2 separate regions of the Oryzias latipes genome follow, and region 1 is linked to region 2. The links are chromatin contacts, called in public Hi-C maps. All regions are on one chromosome and are shown on one strand. The core of a region is the stretch at or near the end of the contact, and the rest is flanking DNA. Distances in the headings are between cores, read along the strand shown. Region 1 holds the start of hes1 (hes family bHLH transcription factor 1). Region 2 has its middle 13 kb from the start of LOC111947361.

Region 1 (7,460 bases), core at 381-2,880, 44 kb after region 2:
TTGGTTGATGTCACGAACTAAGATTTCATATTTTTAACTCAAGTTTTGTCCTGGAAAATACACTTCAGAAACTTTTTCCATGCACAAAAGCAGTACTTTCACATTAAAATCTCAGCTTTAACTTGGAGTAATGGACAAAGAAGTGAACTTAAAGTCTGTTCCATTTGATATGATAAAAAACTGACTTTTCAACATTTTTTTTTTTTTACAAATTTATTTGTCTTCCAAAACGAAGAACAGGACAGCATCAAACATGTCTTTGGCGTCACACAGTAGAAAAGACAACTCAAATATATATATTTATATAGCCTATAAAAATGCAGTGAACGAACTTCCACAATACAAATCTCATTTCAATATGAACTTTAGTCCCTTGTTAGCTGTACAAATATAGTGCATACTCTTCATTTTACAAGAAAAAAAAAAGAAAAGTCTATCATGATGACATGTTGAACTAGAGAGTATGTTTTCAGTCACTCCTCCACCTCTCACCACGGTCTCCACACTGAATCAGTGGTTCCTGACGGGGCTCCCGGGGAAACGGCAGCCGGGACAGACACCGGCGTGCTGACGTTGTTGGCGTACACGGGGATAACGGGGCCGTTCGGCGCAAACGCCGCGTTGGGAATGAGGAACGCAAACTGTCCATCTGTGGCTGGCACGATCTGGAAGCCCCCGTAGACTTTGGTGGCGTCCGAAGGCAGTGCGGCCGGCGAGGAGCCGCCTTTACAGGACGCCGGGTTCATGGGCAGGATCTGCGGGGACGAGCTGGGGATCTGCACCATGGGCTGGCTGAAGGACGGGTGCGTTGGCCCCGCGGTGGATGGGAGCGGATGCTGGTGCTGATGCTGGCTGGGGTAGTTCATGGCGTTGATCTGGGTCATGCAGTTGGCCAGGTGGCCGAGGAGCCGCGTCCTCACTTCGGTGTTGACCCCCTCGCACGTGGACAGAAAGCGGGTGACTTCATTCATGCATTCACTGAATCCGGCGCGATATTTCCCCAAAACAGAAGGGTCTGTGTTCAGAGCAGCTGCGGCGAGACAAACATCTGAGTCAACACAGGCATGTAGAGTCTGGAGTCGTGTTTTCTAGTCCAGATGATTACGTTAAGCAACAGATCGGATTGTAAAATTAGACCTACCGGTCATCTGAGCTCTCTGGAGGTTCCGGAGATGCTTCACCGTCATCTCCAGGATGTCCGCCTTCTCCAGCTTGGAGTGTCTGGAGCTCTGCAGCGACGGAAACACACCTGGTCAGCATTACGCGCCAACTATCTGACAAGAAACGCTTTGAAATCGACCGATAACCGGAACACTTACATCTTTTTTGAGAGCATCTAGGATGAGTGTTTTCAGTTGACCCAAGCTCTCGTTGATCCTGGCTCTTCTTCTCTTTTCCATGATTGGCTTTGAGGACTAAATAAAACAAAATAATATACGTCATGATTCGGATCCGAACATTTCTGGATCGATGCGCACCAGCTGAAGAAGAACGAGAGCGCATTTCTGATGAAATGTACCAACCTTTCTGTGCTCCGAGGCTGTCTTGGGTTTGTCGGGAGTTGTGTTCATGCTTGCCGGGGTTGCAGCGACCGGAGAGGATGAGTTTTTTTCCATCATATCTGCAGGCATCTTCTTATTAGAAATATCCCACAATTAGGATCCACTGGTTTAGGAAATGAGTAAATTGATGCGCTCAAACTGGCAAAAAGTCCCTTTTTCCTTTGAATTAAAAAAGGACAAATAAAAATCCTGAGGTATGTATCCGTCAGAGCGATGCGCGCGGCGGCTGCGCCTCAACCAGAAGCAGATCTGTCTGATAGACTCTTCTTGTTGCATGTATTTATATCTCACCCTGCACGCGAACGGCTCGTGTGAAACTTCCCAAACTTTCTTTCCCACAGTAACTTTCTACCAATCAGGGCGAGGGACACGCGGCCCGAGAGAGGACGGCTCGTGGTCGGCGCCCTCCCATTGGTTGTTTGGCTGCCGGAGCTGGCGGCCAATGGCGCACGGCCCGAGTTCAGGGCGCAGCCGAGGAAACTGCCTTCAGTCTTCAATCATCGCGCCGTTTCCATATTAACAGTGGAGCCGCTGACTGGGCATGACTTTTAGTCTGCAAGGCTTGTGATAACAAGAGAAACATCTTTGTGTTTAGACACATTAAAATGACTAATAACTTTATGTTTTTAAACATGAAAAGTGGTGCGCGTTTTTTTTAGGGGAAGAAAATAGGGCTCTTATCCTGGCTTTAGGCTGCGGTTATAATCAATTTAGTAAAGAAAACATCTCCAAAAGCCCACGAGGGGAGCACATGAGGGGGTGAACACGCACGCAGAGACACGGGATCATCATTTCTCTGCAGAAACATTTCACTGACAAAAGTTTGCCACTTAATCATCTGTCCGTGTTGCGAATGTGGAGCACGTGCCAGGATGTTTTATGAGCGCGGTGGTTGGAGGTTTGGCCGCCGGGCTGCCGGGGGGCCGCCGGGCCAGGGGAGGGCATGTGGCGGCGGCAGTGGTTTACATTAGAGGGGAAGGTAAATAGCAGCTGCTGTTTTAAAAGCCTGGGAAAACCACGCCTACGGAGAGAGCTGGATCGGGCTCCCTTATCGGAATGTGAGCCAGAGCAGAGATATTTCTGAGCCTGGAGAGCTCACACGATCACACCGCTGCCGCCGCCGCCCCCCCCCTTTCCTCCCCCTTCCCGCCTGTAGCCGCCCCACGGCGTTCAAGGCTTTTGAAGATATCAGGTCATAATTTCATTTCCTTATCTTTATTGTTAGATAGACGTAAGAGCAGACGGGCAAAAGTGAGTGAAATAACTCCGACAATTGCCTTCTGAAGGTTTATTGACGAGCAGCAGCTTTGTGTTCCTAAAGTTGTGCAATCCAACACAATAAAGTGTAACCATGAGTTCAGGGGATTTGTGAATGTTTTAACCAGCTTCCCTGGGAATAAAAGTGGAACAATAGGAGGCACTGTCTGGGCTTTTTGTTGTTGATGTTGCAGACCAGTCAAGTGAAGTTATCAGTGACACAGCAACAGTCACACATTGACGTTCTGCGCGCGGCTCTGTGCGCTCGCGCACCTCCAGCTGCTGGAAAGACCGCGACACGTGGCGCGCAGGCGACCGGGGGAAGGCGCTCTGCTCGCCGGCTTGCCGCCTGGATCTGCGGGGCGTCGCCAAGCGGTTGCCTGCAAGATTTAACAGTGATAGACAACACTGCTGCGCACTACAACCTCTATAGTTAAAAACAACTCAAGATGGGCTACTTTTAATCCAACTTCCAACATTTTTCTGTGTTATTTCAACTCCGGAAAAATACAACAACAAATAGATTTAAAATGAAACCAATATAACCGCAAAAATATAACCCCAAAAATGTGTATTGCTTCAAAAAGTATCCTAAAAATATATGCCAACATGAATATCCAATAATTGGGTTGAACAAATGTGTTTGAAGAGTACTGTGAGGGGCTTTGAAGCCTGCAGTAAACTTAAGGAAAAGATGATTCAGGGTCATCTTCAAACTGAGATTACTTCTATGCTAAAAAGATCCATCAAAATTTTCTGTATGAAGGTTGACTTGACCGCCATAGCTATGATTAAACATGCTGATTTCATGTTTCAGCCTCAAGTTTCAAAAGGAATCTGGATGTGCTTTAATCTGCTGTATTTCAGCCAGATGAAGGCAGAAACATCACTGAGTCCACCAGTCTTGTGCATAAATGCCAATTTTGGCAGACTCCATGCATGAGCCTCTCTGTCCCACACATCACAAACATTCCCTTTTGTTGTGGACTGCACACCTGAGTCATTTAGTCCCACACAATGGCACTGACAGAGTTCCCAAACAAGCCCATTGATGGTCTGTAGACAGAGTGCAGGTTTTGAAACTCTTTTCGCCTGAATGACTTTCTCACGCTCATGTTGCAAGAGGTCTCCAGCAGTGAACTGAGTCAGGGTGCTCTGTCCTTTTCCTTGCGAGTCTTGTTGGGTGCACCTGGGCAGGTCCCGGGAGTTTTCCTGATGGGTGTCCCAGAGAAATCTGTGGGAAACGACCGAAGCTGAACTCTGCTGTCTTTTGTTCAAGCTTTTGATCACATGAAAGATAGAGTTTGATGCAAAACACAATCTGGCAGCTGTAAGGGCAGCAGTGTAGGACCAACATGCTAATTCACAACAATTGCTTTTTTTTCTTACTCTTTTTCTTATCCTTATTAACCCTATTATATTACCCTTCCTCCTCTACTACTCTTATCTCCCGCTTCCTCTTTTTTTTCATTCCTCTGCTTCTTTCCCACCCCTCATATCTTTATTGGCCTCTTGTTAATGCACCGCCATGCACTGCAACAATGCAATCAGTGAAAGAGATAGTGGGGCTAAAGTGTGACTATGTGCATTTGTGAAGATGAGATAAAAAAAAAAGTGTGGCATGCCATCACCCAATTCCCTCTGCCTTTAACCCCATTGGTGGATACCAGGAAGTGCTGCTGGTGAACCAAGAGTGGCAACACTGATTGTGTTCAGTTGAAAAGCAGAGTAACTTCAACGTCCAACATTGCATTGCTGTATGACCTCTGTCCTGGATGTTTCCCGTAGATACCATTACTAAACTGAGGGCAGCACTTTCATGACATCACTGTTGAAAGAGGTTGCAAAGCTGCAAATGACCCATCTACAGTGACGAGTCAACACTGATTAAGAAAATTGAAAACACTCCAGAAATCCTTCAATCTCCCCTTTGGTTCTTTTTCTGATGAGATTATGACATTTGAACTTTTTTTTCTTGGTGACAATCATAAGTTTACCTAACAGCTAATGACAATTACATAATTGCATTCCACACACTTTTGATTACTACAAGAGAGTGTTAAAGACCCACTCCGATTAAAATAGTGTGTGTGTTTTTTTAACATGTTCTCGTAGCATTTTTCTTACGGATGAATTGTAAAAATAACAATAAGCTTAAAATTGTGTTTCTGAGTACTTCTTTATTCAAATTGTTGTGAATCACGAGCAAACAAAAAACGCCTTTGGAAAACATGTCTAGAAGGGACGTAGGTGCGACAGTCGGTAGGCTACAAGCTCCCTGCTCCCTGGCATCCATTTCAAAACTGTACAGCTGGGTAGCTCCAATATTTGCTGCCATTTTTGTTCCATTGGTAATGTTATGTTGGGGTTGTGAAGGACTGTAAGCTAGCAGTAAACTGTGTAAAAAGATGAATGATGGAAAATGGAGGCAGGCTTATTCCACCCCAACAGTCCAGCCCTTAACTCACAGGCAAATTTTTAATGAACTCCTTCCGTTCCGAAGAAACTAAATCCTAGAAAATGGCACTTTTTTTTTTATTTTTGCTGAAAACGGCATAATCATAACCAAAAGACCACTGGGAACACTTTTACAACAGATCAAAAGATGATCGGACTGGGACTTTAGCAATACAAAGCTAAAAGATAAAAGAAACTGGATTAAGAGTTACATTTCCTGCAGCACATTTTTATTCTTAGTTGTGGACTATAAAGATCAGATGTTAAAAATATATATCATAAAAATCCTCAAAATTCAGAATATTTTAAACTCCCATTGTATTTTAAATTAATTCATCTGGCTTTTAAGGCTTAAAATGTAGTGACATGCTAAGAAATTCAATTACAACTTACAAGCTTTCCCTTTGTTGAAAGAAAGAAAGAAACAAACCTCAGAGTTCCTAGTAATAATCGTATAGTTCATTTAAAGGCTTAAACACCACCTACAAGGAGCCATACTGCAGTAACCCATCACCCAACTGCTTGCAGTGTGAACGCAGGGTTACAGTTTACAGAGAGCCGTGTGAAAGCGATTAGCTCTAAAACTTACAGAATATGATAGCAGAGTCTGCTATTACTGATTCTAGTGTGTGTGAGTGAGTAAAATGAAACAGCAAAGGAGACTATGTGTGTGTGGGTGTGTGTGTGTTCATGTGCATGGTCTGAAGCACTGATGTGTGCCGTTTGTGGGAGTGGAGTAGGACCTGTGCTCAGCTGCTGTTAGCGAGGCCAGCCAAGGCTTGGAGAGCAGGATCAAAGTAAGGACAAAGAGAGAGAAGGAGAACTGACAGATCCTTCGAGCAGAGAAAACAGTGAGAAGAGGGGATGAGGGCTTTTTGGAGGCATTCCAAATACAACCGCACACATCGTTTGGTTCCCCTCGCACACACATACTGAGGAGCCTGGAGCAGCCTGGGAGCAAGGAAAACAATAAGTACAGCAAATGTACTCACACCTTCCGTTTCCCCATACAAACAGGCATACACACACAGAGAGATCAGCATGGGTCACTGTAAGCCTCGCAGACACGGGCGCTGGGGTCCGATTGGGCTGGCTGAAACGGAGAGAGATGTTTTAAGGCCTCATTGCTGGTCTGTAGACCAGAGGTTCCCCAGACGGCACTCACCGCTTCCCTCCACTTCAGAGACCAAAATGCTTCCTTTAGGGGTCTCCACCGCTCATTGTACAGCCTCCCCCTCACTCAGCCCCACCACCACCAGCTCCCAAGCTTCCATCCATCCACGTCATTCTCTCTCTTCCTTTCCTCCGTCTTTTTTTTTCCCAATGCCTCCTGGACCAGACCAGTGCTATTTGCATGTGTGGAGGAGGCAGTGTAGCGTCGAGGGTGAGAGGTCATGGTGAGTCAAAGCCAGCAGCAGTGGAGAGGAAGCAGTTAGGGAGAGGACCAGCGTGTTGGCCTGAGTCTCTAGTTAGTGCGCCGGAGGCTGGAGCAATCTGGGAATACTGCTTCTGTTGCTTTTGAGTGATGTGAGTGGGGGTGAGAGCCATTCATGCAAATGAGCCAGCGTTTACTGGATGCTCTGACTATGGCCATGCTTCTGCACAGAGCTCACACTGTTGAGAGAAAAGGGAGACCAAAGATGTTGCCAGATTTGGGCCACATGAGGAATATTTTCACAGTTACATTTTTGAAATTTTTGTGTTTTCAAGGATCAAGCAGTGCAAAATTCCTCTTCAGTTTTACACATTATCTGAACAATTCAGCTTTTTTGTTTAGAATGTTTGAGATTTAATTTCCATTTTTTGACATTAGGTGCCTTGTAGTGTCATGTCTGAAGATTAGATTCAAACACCACAAAAACAATTAAACATACTGATATATATTCACTCTAAATTGTCCCCAAGTGGGAATGGGGTTCTGTGTGATTGTCCTGGGTGAACTTTGCTTTTGCCCAACAGTAGCTAGGATAGGCTCCAGCACACGCCACCAGCCAAAGAAGATTAAGCGTGTTTGGAAAATGGATTGATGGATGATATATAAATATATGCAGGTCAACAGAAGTTCAAAGGAGGAGTCTGGGTGATGCCAGAGTCCTTGTCCTTTATTAAATTAGTTGTATCCAAAACAAACATGTAAAAAAAAAAAAAAAATCAAAGCTGCAGATATATATTTTATGCAATTAG
Region 2 (6,545 bases), core at 1,137-3,636:
ACTACATCCTTTACCTTTACTTCCTCATAAAATTTTTGTGTTCTCAAGACAAAAAAAAAGAAGGTCCAGGTGCTCTCCTGTGTCTCTTCTGCTTAAACTTTCTCCATCCCCTGTAAGAATCTTTTCCAGCCCAGTGGATCCGGACACTCGTCCAGGAGAAACAAGTGATTGGGGGTGGGTGAGAGGGCACAGATGGTTACATCTAGAATACGTCAGACACAAATCCACAATGCGTGAAAGGTCAGGGGTCCCCAGAGACGACAAGCTCCACAAACCTGAGTGAAGGATGACTTGAGGTTTCTAAAGGTTTTGGAACAGCTTTTTAAGGCCCCCTGTGCTAAACTTCAGAAGATCTGTTAAGACGTGGAACATGAGAAACTTCAAAAGGATGTCAGGAGGATAAAAAATTAGTTTTCTGATGCACTCTTTAGAAGACTTTCAAGATAAAAATTTGGAAAAAACATTTCACACACTTCACTATAGTTTAATTATCATGATAAGAACTAAATAACTTTGCTGAACGACTTGAGAAATTTCATAAAACCTTCTCACGATTTTTTGATTGAACTCCACTTAAGGAGCAGCTCAAGTAAGTCAAAGCAGTTGATGCTTCCATTCTCCAATTTGACGTCTTCTATCCTTAATTTTTTTCCTGCTGCATGGTAGACAAAGCTTTTTTTTTTCAGAGTTTCTGAAAGACACATTCTTTCAGATTTTTATTATGATTCAGGGACCAAGAATTAAAAGTAAAACTTTTAATAACCATCAGATTGAGCTGAATTGAAGATCCAAGTACATGAAAACAGAAAGAGGACGTTCTGGCCTTGTCTGCCGCCTTAAGATTCATAAAGTACAAAAGTCAGAGAACCTTCAGCGACGCGGTGAAGTTTTATGATGCAAATCTCTGTGATGAAAAAGGCTTTCCAGCTTTTGGAGTCCTTGGTTGCACTAATTGAATTATCTCTTTTGTTGGCTCCAGGCATCGAGCGACATAAAGAAAAGCAATAGAGAGAAATAACAAGTGTCTGTCACCAACCTTCCTGTGTGTATAAAGTTATCTGCAAGTTTCTTTTTTCTATTTCTGAAGTGGCTTAAATAAATCAGCAAAATGGATATTTATCATGAGATTGTGCAAACTAGAAAAGTGGCAGAGGTTTGATGTCATCGGGGTAGAAACAACCTAGATAAAGTAAAAAGAAGAGGAGAAAACATGCAACAACAAGGCTAATTTCCCAATTACTTCCACTAATTGCTGCCTCCTGAGGAGAGGTTAAGAGAGACAAGTCAGAGCCTTCATGGGTGCTGCCAAATTGTAATCCATCCTGCAGTCTAATCAAGTTATATCAACCATTTCCCCATCAGGGGGCCCCAAAGCTGACACTTCCAAAAAGATACCCAGAGAGCGACAACAATTTTTAGCAGCAGGATACAAGAGCAGGGCAACCATGAATGCTACCTGCAGCTGATGCTCTAACTGGACACTCCACCCCAGTTGCCCTGGATGTGGCTTGGAGATGAAGGCAACATTCCCATCATTCAGCTCTGCACACAAGAGTGGAGGGGAACACTTTGTTAGTAACTTTTGTGGTGGAGATCGGAGACTGCAGACCCCCTGTGGTGGTGTAGGGGGACACAAGGTCAGGTTTTAAGAGTTGTGCAGTCTTGCCTGGGGAGTAGGTTAATGTTCTGTTATTCTGGGGTCAGAAACACTCCTTCACTCCCGCGCATCATCAATCAATGTTGACTACCAGCTCTGTCATAAACTCTTCACGTGGTATAGTTGAATTTGCTCACACATGTCTTAAAAATTTAAGAAAAATAGAGTTACGCTGTGCTATCAGTTTAATTCGCTAAGAAGAAACATTTCAAGGAAACATGTACTGAATTTGAAGGTTTACAAGTAAAGCCGACCTTCAAAGGGCCGACAGAGTTCACAGGTGAGTGCAGGCGGTATCATTACAACCTGACACAGTACGGGCAATGTTTAGCTCAGCAAAATTACCACATTTTCCGTCCCTATGCATGCAAACTCAGAGTCGTATGTATACACAAACCACCCCCTAACAGCACCAATAGCTGAGATGTTATCAAAAGGCTGGTTTTGAGTTTATGAGTAGTTTCATTCCCACTTAAGTGCAAAGAAGAGGTTTTCACAGCAGCTCATAAATGCAATTATGTATTCATTGACAAGTGAGGAGTGTGCTGAATTAATCCCTCCGCTCCACTCTTTTCCTTATCTTAAAACTCTGCTTAATGGCGTGATGACTGGTTTCTATTGTTTGTAATTGGGGCTGTCTAGGCTCGTGGGGGCAGTGTGGAGGGGTCGGAACTGGGCAGGTATGGAAGAGCCCACCGGGGGGGCTAACCTTTGAACCTGTTCTGGAGAGGGACCCGGATCTTTCCAGCAACACAATACTTATAGCATCCAGCCTTCAGTGGCTGCCTGCTGCTACCCATAATGAAGCTCTTTGCCTGGGTCCCTGTAGGCAAAAAGGCCCCCTGGAGCGCTGACTGCCATCCGGAGGTCTTTCACCACTTTTCCCCCTCTGCCTCCGGCTGCCTCCTAGAAGAGAGGAAAAACTCAATACGAGAGAAAGATACAAGGGATACAATGGCCTTTGGAGGGCATCTTAACCCGCAACCAACAGTGTCAACATCTGTGGCAAGCGGTTTGCTGGATAGACGCCGTGTCCACCATGCACAAAAAAGGACCTTTTCCTTGTGGGCAGTCACACTGAAAAGGCTACAGTGTTGTTTTCTATGAGAGGGATTTGGTTCCCGTCTCTTTTCAACTGCAGTTGAACCGCACTGTGGCCCGGGTGAAGCAATTTTGTGTCAACAGAGAGTTGGGGGGCAAAAGATAAAGCAAAGTCTTCAGATCCAAGCCTTTTTACCCCGGGACCAGTTCTTTCAGAGGGGGAAAGAGATCATTGTCGAGCACGAAGAAAACGCATGCATCAAAGTCGGCAGGAAGCGTGGCTTGGATTGAGAAAGTGAGAAGTTCATGTTGAAAGGAGGGCACAAAGATGGACACGTGTTTTTCTGAGTGTGTGAAGGCCACACACCAGCTCAGATGTGTGGGAGTGTGTTGGATCCTCATGGGCTGTCTTGGAAGGACAGTGTCCTGTTCTGTGCTCCTCTATTTTATCCCCTGTCAAGCGTGTGGTCTCCTGTCATGTGAACACACTGCCAGCATAAAGGATCTCTTCATCTCTCTTTTTGAGCTCTCTTTTGCATCCTGATGTGAAAAGGGTTCATTCACTGAGGCTGTGACTTCTAACTCCCACTCATCCCAATTTTATCAGTTACTGCCAATTGGATGTAACTGGGAGCTTGTGGGAATCCAGGTGCTTATCATTAACGCTTCCTCTATGTGGTTTGTGAGGATACGCTGGAGGAACTATGTGTCATGTTCCTGCTTGTCTGCAAGGGATTCGCCAAACCGCGCTCACCCCTTTGGTGCACAGCATGCAGACACTCACGCAATTACACACATGCACACATGCATGCCTGCGGTGAGGCTGCAGACTGTTGTCGGGGCAAAACATTCAACAGTACTTTATATTAAATGTCTTTTGGGTGTGTAAGTTGAATTGCCACTGTATGATGATCCAGCAGTCCCATAGTTCTTTTCACTGACATGTGCTTTGGGTCAGCTTATAATATTTCTTTCAGATCAGTAATCGCTTTCAGCGTCACTCAGATAATCACACAGCTTCACATTTGAAAGCAGGAATTCATAGTACTTGAAGCCCTTCAAAGAAAATGGGCTAATGACAAACAAAGGCAGACTTTGAGGCACTGTATCATCTGAGAGCTAAATCTTCCAGAAAACCCACATCCTGAAAAGTCACTGCCGCAACAAATATGTAACTCGAGTTGGACTTCCTCTGGACGTTTCAGAAGTGACACAAATAGACACATTCATGCTGAGATCAAAGTTGTGTGCATGTTGGTGCAGACTGAGGGAGCAAAGATTTACTTTAAAGGCTGCACCCTTGGATGACTTTCAAAACAGGCGTGTAGACCCAACAATCCTAATTTTTAATGACCACACACCGACAAATGAGGTCAGACCACATTTTTATTTGGTTGAAATTGATTTGGAGGAGCGCGGGAAAATACAACAGAACTGTGGGGCTGAATAAAGAACTTAAAAAAAAACAACCATACAGACACTAAATTTCACACAGAGTAAAAACTCATAAAACAAAACAAATCATCAGGGGGTGTGATGGTATAAACAAGATATCTTTAGGCTCTCAGTCAAATATCAAGTTCTGTTCATCATCACACCTGGAGAGGACCAGAGCACAAGGTGCACCTTTGTTCTGCAACATTGTACTTGGAGATGTTTGGTAGCATTAGACATGGCTGAGCTAAGATGAATGTCTGTTGAGGTGGGGGTGGTGATTAAGGACGCAGAGGTTACATACTCTTAACTGATCAGGTCTTGCATCCTTTACCCCCCTAGAGTTTCTTATTTCCAGCATATAATCCCTTTTCCATTCCCTTGCTTGTCAAGCATTTAATGACTGTTACAATAATTGCTTCTGAATGACCCCCAGACCCACCTAACATGACTGGCTTTAGGACCCAATCCAGTGAAAATAGTGTTTTTAACCCTTGTGCTATCTTAGATGACCCCACCCTTATATTGACGTGTTCTCCCTACCGTGACAAAGGTGGATAAAGGTGGAAAGATTTCATGTAGTCCATGGACACCAGTGAAGATCACAAATCATTGAAGAAAAAATGTTCAGCGCACTGTCTAGTGGGTTTAGATGACCCAACTCCCAATGGTAAAGGGCCTAGGATAGCACAAGGGTTAACATGTCCATGTGGCATTTTTCTGATGATGGAGGACAAATATAAAGAAAACTCAGATTAAAATGGCATTTCTGAGTATTTCATTATTGAAATTGTTGTGAAGCAGGAGCAGACGAAAAAAAATGCAGTTTGAAAAAGCTTTAAACTGTGACGTAGATGCTATATTTGTCAGTCCGCAAGCTCCCTGCTCTGCTCCATGCTTATGCATCCACTTGGAAACAAGTAGACCCGTGTACGTCTTAGTTTTCCTCATCCGAGCTGGCATCTGGCACCAAAATGTATGGTTGGAAAGCTCCAATATTCCTTGCCAATTGTGTTGTATCTGTAATACTATGTTGGGGTTGTAGGAGGCTGTAAGCTAGTGAAAACAGATGGATAATTGGAAATCGGGGTGGGGTTACTCCACGTAAACAGTTTCGCCCACAACTCAGAGGGTAATTTCAAAGACCTACTGCTGATGTGCAGAAACTTTTTTCTGGAAAGCGTCAGGTTCTTAAATTTTGGCTTAAAACGGCACAAATCGTAAATAAAAGACCACTGGGAATGATTTTACAATAGTTTCAAAGATGATTGGGGTGGAACTTCAACAATTTTTCTGTAAACAAATATTACTAAAGAGTGATAAAGTCACCATTAATTGTTCCTCTTGTTAGCCGAGTATTAAAAAAATGACTAAACAGAAACCCATCAGGGCTGCATGATGCAAACGGATTTTCGTGACTAAGAAAAATGAACAACACATGGTGAGTTAGGTCCAATGAAGAGAAAATAAAAAGAGAGCACCGTAAAAGGTCACTTAAACAAGAGCGCAAATTTGTAGGGAAACTGTAAAACACGGCAGCGGTGGGAAGAAAAACCATAAACGGGCCAGTTGTTTCTGGGGGTACTTTATATGCCACAACAAATGGCAATCTGAATGGCTGTTTCTCCTTTCCTCCTTCAACTCTCCCAGGACGGCAAAGCATGCTCAAAATACACCCTGGTTCAGTTAGAAACCACAAAGCACCCTCCTGTTAGGATCAACCTTAACGAGGCAGGAGGTGTGTCTGCGTTTAGGCAGAGGATAACACCTGGACCAGCTGCCAGCCATAAAGTGTGAACGCTGTCAGAGACCATTAAAGCGCCTCCTGGGCAGCTTTCTTGCTTCCTTTCCTTCAAACTCCAGCAAAGCCTCCAAAATCACTTAACAGCATCCTCCTTTTATAGACCTTCAGCAGACTTCAAGCTGCATAAATTTGGGCATTTACATAGCGGGAATGCTCGTGTGATACCACAAACAAACACACACATACACAAAATAACGCATATGTCTGTGCATTAGAGGCTGAGAGAGGAACTGCAAAGTGTAATATTTGTAGATATCACGAGAGGCTTCTTCATCCAGTCAACTCTTTTTGATTTTTCTGTGTCGCGCGTCTCTTACGTCATCAACCCACGTCCGTGTGTGTAATGACACCGGATGTTACATCCCCCTTGTTTTAAACTTTTAAAATTTTAGTACATTGTCTTTGTCCGTATCTTTACAACATGTAGTAACAGAATCGACGAACAGTTCTGGTTGCTGCTCATCCTCCATGACCGTATGCATCTTTCTGGGCTTGTATTTAGAGTTTTTTTACTGTCTTTGTGTTCTGCACATCTTCACGAAGTGGTTAAGCTTCTTACATATGTTGCACTGGTGTCCCTTTGCTGGACAGTCCTCCATGTGGCTGTGT

Evidence for each region. A called contact is a pair of places that touch in the nucleus more often than the background predicts.
Region 1: a contact with region 2 is called in a Hi-C map of embryo, with 2.0 times the contacts expected there. The contact joins the promoter of hes1 here to the enhancer-like site in region 2. A contact is called at or near these places in 2 of 5 Hi-C or Micro-C datasets (embryo and fibroblasts).

What each region holds. Positions count from the first base shown.
Region 1 is chr4:12,732,808-12,740,267 of ASM223467v1, forward strand. hes1 (hes family bHLH transcription factor 1) reads right to left here and starts at 1,631. Exons shown (of 4, transcript NM_001104843.1): 1 at 1,524-1,631; 2 at 1,320-1,415; 3 at 1,142-1,229; 4 at 489-1,030. The coding sequence starts at 1,631. The coding sequence ends at 489.
Region 2 is chr4:12,688,310-12,694,854 of ASM223467v1, forward strand. No RefSeq gene overlaps it. Among protein-coding and RNA genes, the nearest start is that of LOC111947361, 13 kb to the left of the region's middle. Within about 2 kb of position 2,387, at least 2 of the 8 cell types and tissues checked have an H3K27ac peak or open chromatin away from gene starts, as enhancers often do. A contact at or near this core is called in embryo, where this site is marked.